Regions from separate parts of the Arachis hypogaea genome. Here region 1 is linked to region 2. The links are chromatin contacts, called in public Hi-C maps. All regions are on one chromosome and are shown on one strand. The core of a region is the stretch at or near the end of the contact, and the rest is flanking DNA. Distances in the headings are between cores, read along the strand shown.

The links. Hi-C and Micro-C count contacts between places; a contact is called where the count stands out from the background.
Region 1: a contact with region 2 is called in a Hi-C map of an unstated tissue, with 4 times the contacts expected there. The contact joins the promoter of LOC112727328 here to the enhancer-like site in region 2. A contact is called at or near these places in 2 of 8 Hi-C or Micro-C datasets (leaf and an unstated tissue).

The regions. Positions count from the first base shown.
Region 1 is chr12:39,260,542-39,264,491 of arahy.Tifrunner.gnm2.J5K5, reverse strand. It overlaps LOC112727328 (protein REVEILLE 8), which reads right to left and starts at 2,561. Exons shown (of 9, transcript XM_072209188.1): 1 at 1,984-2,561; 2 at 1,375-1,432; 3 at 1,157-1,280; 4 at 913-1,071; 5 at 677-802; 6 at 473-582. The coding sequence starts at 2,177.
Region 2 is chr12:39,130,763-39,134,848 of arahy.Tifrunner.gnm2.J5K5, reverse strand. No RefSeq gene overlaps it. Among protein-coding and RNA genes, the nearest start is that of LOC140177020, 8.3 kb to the right of the region's middle. Within about 2 kb of position 2,293, at least 2 of the 3 cell types and tissues checked have open chromatin away from gene starts, as enhancers often do.

The DNA.
Region 1 (3,950 bases), core at 1,312-3,811, 130 kb before region 2:
TTAGAGAACATTTAGCAGTGACTAACAACAGCATCAATCTTTAGTCCATATCCAAACACAAATCTACCGACAGAAAACTCATGACACATAAAAAAATAATTTGGTTGATTTAATTCTGTCCACATGGATATAATCAAGTAGTCCTCCCAAATCTTGCTTTGACAAACTCAATCATTAAAAAATGTTATTCAGGAGCGAAAATTAAATTAAAGAACAGCTATATCATTTTATGCTACTAGGGACCACATAAGGATTAACTTCTTCGTCATATCCTCATCACATATCCATTATAAATTTACTATAAATCCTAGAAGTTTTACTTTATTCGATAATAGTATGTTAATGATATTTTCGAAGTGCATCTATCTCTATCATATGATGCCACTAAGTTTCACATCTGAAGTTACTTGTGACAGAGCAGAGTTGTCAGCATGTCATTTAGCAAAATGAACAGAAGATTCATTCAACTCACAGTTTCAAAATTTATAGGATCCATTTCCTTCAGCTTCTGGACATGGTTATTTGTATCAGGATCAAAAACACTTCCAATGAAGCTGTAAACTTCGGCAAAATCTGGCAAACCTGTGAAACATGACCAAAATGACATATCACCATCCATTGCTAAAATTCAACTTGTAAACAAACAAGACATAAAAGTCAATATACATGAGATTACCATGAATAACTGGCGCTGGTTTCCCTTGCTTTGGTATCTCAGAAGACAATAGCTTTCTAGTTGAGTTCCCGACACCATTAAGATTGCTGTTACTAATCTGTGTTATCCCCTTCGATCCAATATCAGCTGAATCAGTAACGTCATATAACATAATAAGTTGTGGAAAGGTCCATTTAGCACAGCCAACATAGTGTACTAACATCAAACAAACAATAATTTAAAAGAAATATGCATGCCTTCATTTCCATGAAGATTGCTGAGTTCATCTTGACAGGTCAATGATTTATTTGATCCGGTGTTCACCAACAGAGAAGCTTCATCCCATGTGGCATACCCAGGTGCAAGGCCATTTGTCGAAGGAGCATAAGCAATGGATGCTGGCAGTGCCATCAAAACTGGAAATCCAAAAACTCATGTCAAAAACTTAGTAAGGTTGTGAATTCATAGGAAAGAATATGACCATGTAATATAGAAGCAAACCATTTTTTGATGCCTTTTGTGGGTAGGGATGTGCGGCTTTGCGCTTAGGGCGAGGAGGAGGCACATGTGCTACTGTTCCATTCTTTTGAACTTTCAAAAAGTATTTTTGGGCATGGCTTCGGATCTGCAAAGTTAATAGTGAGTCACAAACAATGACCAAATAGAATACAAGCATGAAAACAATACTGAACAATATAGCCGAAGAGCGATCTCCTAACCTGAATAACTGTTTTGGATCCTACAAAATCTTCAATTTTCTTCCAATCTCTGTCAAATCTGAATAATCCACAAGATATCAGTAACTGAAATGCAGAGTCCTTCACTTAAAAATTTGAAATGAAGAACATAATTTTAACCAATTAGTACGAAGCAAATCAATCAGAATCTAAAAGCAAGGCTTAGTTGTGAAATCTTGTTATCAAAATAGCCTTTGCTTAAATTTTCAGCATGTAATCATAACATTATATATAACAATCACACTACTTTTTTACCATTAAGCATAAACTGTGAGATGTGAGAAGTAAAATTAAACAATTGAAAATACATTCTTATCTGAAATTAGCGAACTACAAATACTAAGGACCAATTTCTCTTTATTTTCTCTTTTTTATTTTCTTATTCTTCTCTTTCAGCAAAAAAAGGTCAACTAAATCAGGTATTTGAACTTAAAAGGATACTAAGGATGATGAAAAAAAAAAACACTCCAAATTGGCAATAAGAACCACGAAAACAAGTCAAGGAACATACAAATGCAATTTTATTTTGTCCTAATAAAAGAAGAAAGAAAATAAGAAATAAAAATAGAATAATGGAAATTAGAGACTAACAGCTGAAGAGCTTCTAGAAACTTGTCGTGCTCTTCGTCAGTCCAGCTCTCTCTGGACTTGGTAATGGTGTAAGGCTTTCTGACCTTCTTGGCAGAGGCATCAGTGGCGGTGGCAGTGGTGGTGGTGGCGGTTGTGGCAGTTGGCGTTGGTGTCACCATTGACTGAGTATTGGAGGTGGTGTTGTTGGAGTTCATGTGGCCACAGAAAACATAAGAGAGAGAGAGAGAGAGAGTAGAGTATGTGTCTATGTGACAATGTTGTGGTGAGGATGTGATGTGGCGAAGGTGGTGGGTTAGGTGTATGTGTGGTGCACGATGGCTTGCCTTGTCACCAACACGAGTTTTTCCACTACCACTGCTAAATGCTAATTAGCAGTAATTAGTTTACCAACCTTACCAGTTACCATTACGGCATTACCAAATTTCATTTCGTCCAATATGTCTTCTGACTTCTGATTCCATGCGCCGCACTTATACCTGCACTTTAGCGCTTTCAAGTACAAGTTTTTTTTTTTTTTTGGTGACTTAAAAGAAAGAAAGAAAAAACCAGGACCTGCACTTTCAAGTCACAACTTCGTTATCGTTATTCGTTACCCCAATTTTTTAACTTCTTAAAATAAAATGAAAATAGAAATGTTATTTTAATAACTAAAACAAATAACAATAAGACGACTAATAATTGAGAAATAGATTTTTCAAATTATTCTTAGTTGATAAATATTAAAAAATTTAAAAGAACAATTTACATAATTCATTTTTAGTAGTTAATTGTGGATATACTTTTTGTTACTGAAATAACATTTCTCAAATAAAAATACCCTAAATAAGTTTGCTTATTTTTTAATAAATTTTAAAGTTGTTTCTTTTGGTCACTATATTAATAAAAGAATTTAGAAAATTATGAATAATTTAATTAAATTATTTTATTACTATAATCATACACTATATTAAAAATTACAGACCATGTACACTTTAACTTGTTAGTTTTAAAAGAGCAATTCGATCATTTAAAAGGTTAATTTGTACGCTTGTCAAGTTGTACATTTTAAAATTTAAACGCATAAAATTTGCCTGACCTGTAATCCAGGGGTTAAAATTCCCATTATTAATTTGATATGAGTGAACTATCCGAAAATTCATTTAACATTTATCAATCTTATAAATGAGGTAATTGTATTGAGTTTCGGCAACAATAAAATATGATTATATGATGAAAAACATTTGATTAGGTTAAAAGGCTATATGGTATATATAGTTTATAAAAAATATCATGTGTATATATAAATTAATCACTAAAAATAATCATTATGATGTGTTATTTAATTTATTTTTAATATATAATTTATATTTTAACATATATTTTATATATTTTATTCTCATAAATTTTGGTGACTAATGCCAATATACACTTGGTATGATTATATGATTTAATATGTAAGTGATGCAGATCCAATTTATCCCAAACAGAACAATAAGCATAGCAGATCAGTTTTCATAGCACATTGAACAAACAATACAGTTCGAATAAAGCGAAACAATTTGAAGCAAAAATATCAGTCCATACACTAAAGAAAAGAATCATCAAATTTGGGGACAAAGATAAAAGAATCAAGGAAATTACAGCATCATCACACAAGGACAATTATTAAATCGCATCTGCATATTTGACACTCATAGGAGGTGCAAGGTCGATTAAAATGTATACTATCACAACTGACACATTTTAGTGATTTTACCCAACGTCCCTACAACAACGTTGCAAATTTAGGAAATGCCGAATTTAATTTTTATTTTTTAGAAGTATTTTCTCACCTATATAATGGCAATAATCAACCACATTTTGATTTCAAGAAGAGAGTAAATATTGAACATATTCTAACTTTTTCGTATTCCATCTTTCTTTTCTTAGAGTTTTATTGAATATCATATTTTCTATTAGAAAAGTTTTTAAATATACCTGTAACATTA
Region 2 (4,086 bases), core at 1,044-3,543:
AAAATTATAATACTGATAAATTTAATTATAAAAAAATTAAAATTAATTTATAATTATTTATAAAAAATGAACTATAAAATAAAATTTAAAAAATTATTAAAAATTTTTAAATTATTTTTTAATTTAACTTAACCATTCTCAAATTCTAATTCTATTGCATTCTCAATCCTTAATACTCTTCAGTCTTCACCCATCCTTTTCCAAACTCTCTTCTCTCTTTAGATCCTGATCAGACCTGATCTATTTGTCACCGATACCAGTGTGTCCAGATCTTCTCTTCCATTGATCATTGCATTTAGCTTCTTCATCAGCTCTAAAAGAAAGAAACAAAGAAACGTCCCAAATGTTTTCATATTTCACGGGATCTCACGTCAAATATTCAAGAATTTTTCGAAACGTAAAAACATTTCGTGAGTCACGTGTTCTCACGTGAGAAAGTGACGTTCCTAGGACAGGAACAACGTCTCACCGGGGAAGAACCTTGCTGCCATGGCTGCACACCAGTTTTTGTAACGATCGTTTACAAGACTTATTCCTCAAGTTTTAAAGCGTGTGTATTTACCTTAAAGCTAATTTTATTACAAACATAAAAGAGAAAAAGAATTGCCTTCATTTAATACATTGATTGGTTTATACAATTGATCTTCAAAGATCACTCCGAGGTCCCAGGCACCAGGAGTCATGCGAGTCATGTTATAACTTATAAGCAATGTTCTAAAAACCGGACGGAATTGAAATCGACAGTATTTACAGTTTGATTCAGAAAAAAACCTTCATTTTAAAAATTGTTATAAAATCGTTAAATTGGATGAAAACTGATCAATTGAACTAGACCGAAACCCAGTTGATTTTTATAAACGACGTCATTTTTTGTTTTATTAAAAAAAATGAAAATTGGAAAAGAAAAAACGCAGCAATCTTATTGCGTCTTCCTCTCCTCAATCTTATTCTCAATTTCTCACTCTCTTCTTAGTCTCATTCTCACCTTCAGAAAACTTGCCCTTCCCTCTCTAAGAAAGAAAAGAATCGAAAAATCCTAACTTCCATTGCCGCTGCCAAGAGGGGAGAGATTTGGAATGGCAGGGACAGCAGATCCGAAAATGCGTAAGGACAAACAATGCGAAGAGATGGCAGACTCGAAATGACGCAAAGCTGGCGGATTTGGAACGGTGATAATACGGTGGTGGTTCTTAAAGGTTTGAACACAATGCTTGATTTGTACATCTTTTTTCTCTTTCTGAAAAAATGAAATATCCTTATTTATGTGCAATATACGAGTGGGCGGCCGCTGTTGTTTGAATGGAAGAGGGATAGGATAACAATTGAATGATATAGTGATATATTAGGGTTTCTTTTTTTTTGGATATTTAGTCTTATGTTGCACATGGGCTGGAGTATTGAGCCCAATAAACTTTTTTTTTTATCTTTTCATTAAAATTTTGTTTATCAAGACAAAAAAAACGTTTTTTTATAACTTCTATTTAATTTTTAAATTTTCATAACAAAAGAATTAACTTTTTTTATTATTATAATTTATATATGTATTTAAAATATTAATATAAATAAATTATATTACACATATTTTAAAATAAATATATATTTAAAGATATATTATGTTTAAAAGAAAAAAATAAAATAATTAAAATTTAAAAATTCTTAATAAATTCAGTTCAAATTTAAAAATTATAAGCTACTAATAGATTTTAACCAAATGATTATAATTATAATATAACACTTAGATTATAATTTAACATAGTTATTACTAAAATAAGAATATAATTTAATTATTTGTATTTTTTGTATTTATTTATTATTTTATATATTATTTTATTATAATTTAGTTATTTCAGTTGATCACAGTTGAATTAATTGAACTATTATATCAATAAGGGCAACGCTAGGTAACCAATGACTTATCTGACCAACATAAACAAACGGGCTTTGAAAGTGGCCCATTTCAATTAAAATACACTATACCTTAATTTTCCTCCAAATCCTAATTTTAACCATTCCAATTTTTACCAATTCTAATCAGCAACCCCCTTTTTGACCTAGTAGTCAAACCGTCTCCTCTATCCCCAAAATTGAGCGTGCATTCCCTTACGAGAGTATTCACCGTCATCGCTCCTCCTTCAACTTGAACAGCTGACCGAACTTAAGGCCTTGTCGCCGCCATGTTGTATCCGTCCCTCCTCTATGCTGTTGCCGTCAATCTTTAAGCCTCCCTCGTGCAGCCATGGAGCCGCCGTCGTCGTGTAAGAGACGCTCATCCCCGCCCACGTGACCCGCCCTGGCGCTGTCGCGCATCGCCGTTTGCGCCGTCCGGGTCCCTTGTTGCTGCAACGGTCGTCCGCGTTCCCCGTGCCGCCCGCATTCCCGCTGAAGTCCCGGCCCTGCTGGTGTCTCGTCTCCATGTTAGCAGTCTTATTAGGTCAGTGAAAGGCTATCTCTGTCTTTACTGCTTAGATGTTCACAAAAGTGTTTAGTTGATTATTTCTTTCGAACCGTTGTGCTGCTTGTGGTTATTGATAAATTTGTTTGACTTCCATAAGTGTGAATAAGCATAGTGACATGTTAATGTTGTTGAATAATTCCTTTTTGTCGTCTTATTTTTTAATGGTTGACTGAATTTGGATATGTGCTATCCCCGGGTATTAGGAAGTCACGAATTGGTTTCGAGCACGTTTTTTTGATGAATTTGTTTCCTATAAGTATAAGTTGGTTATGCAATTTAAATGGGATGGTTACTTCACTATGAGAATGGATGGTTAAAATTTTTACCAAGAAAGTGAAATTTGTTCAAGTCTTGGGACCTAATTTTTGCTTCAGTTAGGTAACCAACCATTATTCAGATGTGAATACTCATTTAATTTTACGGTGGTCTATGTTTGATTTTTTATGAATATTGTTTAAGTTGTTTGATATGCTTACTTTTGGAATAATCTGCAAGCCAATTTCTAATGTTACAAAACCTCTTTGTATATAAAGTTTTTGAACTGGGTTGGGGTTATTTGTTGTATTTTTAATCATGGTTAATAGTGTAATATAGATTTCCAACACATGATTACTAGCTTTTTTTGTTACTTGCTAGACCATGGAAGTTTGATTTTCAATAAGATATATTAATATCAGATGATTATTCTTATATAAAAGATTAGTTAATATTATTCCATGATAAAATACATATTAATTATTTTTTTATTCAAAATATATTTCAAGAAGATGTCAAAGGGTATGTTTGGATTTTATTCTAGGTATGTAAAAACCTTAGCACCAACAAACATTACACCGTATAGTCCTTTCAAATCATTTCTTTCCGTATACTTCTTGTTTCAAGTAACGCATCTCTCTGTTTTTTTTTTTTAATTATCCTCTCACGCTCGAACATACATACCTTTTCGAAACTATATTGGTACTATTATTAAATAAAATGAAGAAACCAGGTTTTGCATAAATCAAGAGAATATGTATTAATTCAAAATCTCAAAAGACACTGAATATCCAAATATTTTGAACGTGCCAGTTATATTATTTGTCCTTAGCTGGTGATGATAATGATAATATGATTATCTCACGACGTATTATTTCGGTTCTGAAAAATTTGGAAAACTATTTATAATGGCGGAAAAAATTTTGGGTATATGGTTCTGGAATTCGGTAGATATTAATAGCTTGTGTTTTTAATCACAAATAAATCTGTGGTATGCTGGTAATACACAGCTTCACGTTGTTAGTATGGTACATGCACACTGCGGAGGATAGACCGGGAGTGCTTACTTAGTCGGATGATTATTGCACCTGGTTCTAGTTATTTGTTTGTTTGTTCAAGTGGTTGATTCTATGATTGGTTGACTTGTTTCTGGTGTGATTGATAGTTGGGTTTGTTAATTCTCCACGTCATCAGTTATTCTGCTTATTTGACAAGGAATAGTTCATTACCGTGTACTCATTTTAGTGCTATGATGCTGTGTGTAGAGCTTTTGGGGTGGTTGGTTAGGTTTCTAATGCTATTCAAATGATAACGTGTATTAAGTGGCAAGACTAATGATTTACTGGTTCGTTACAGGCACGAACCTATTTTGACTT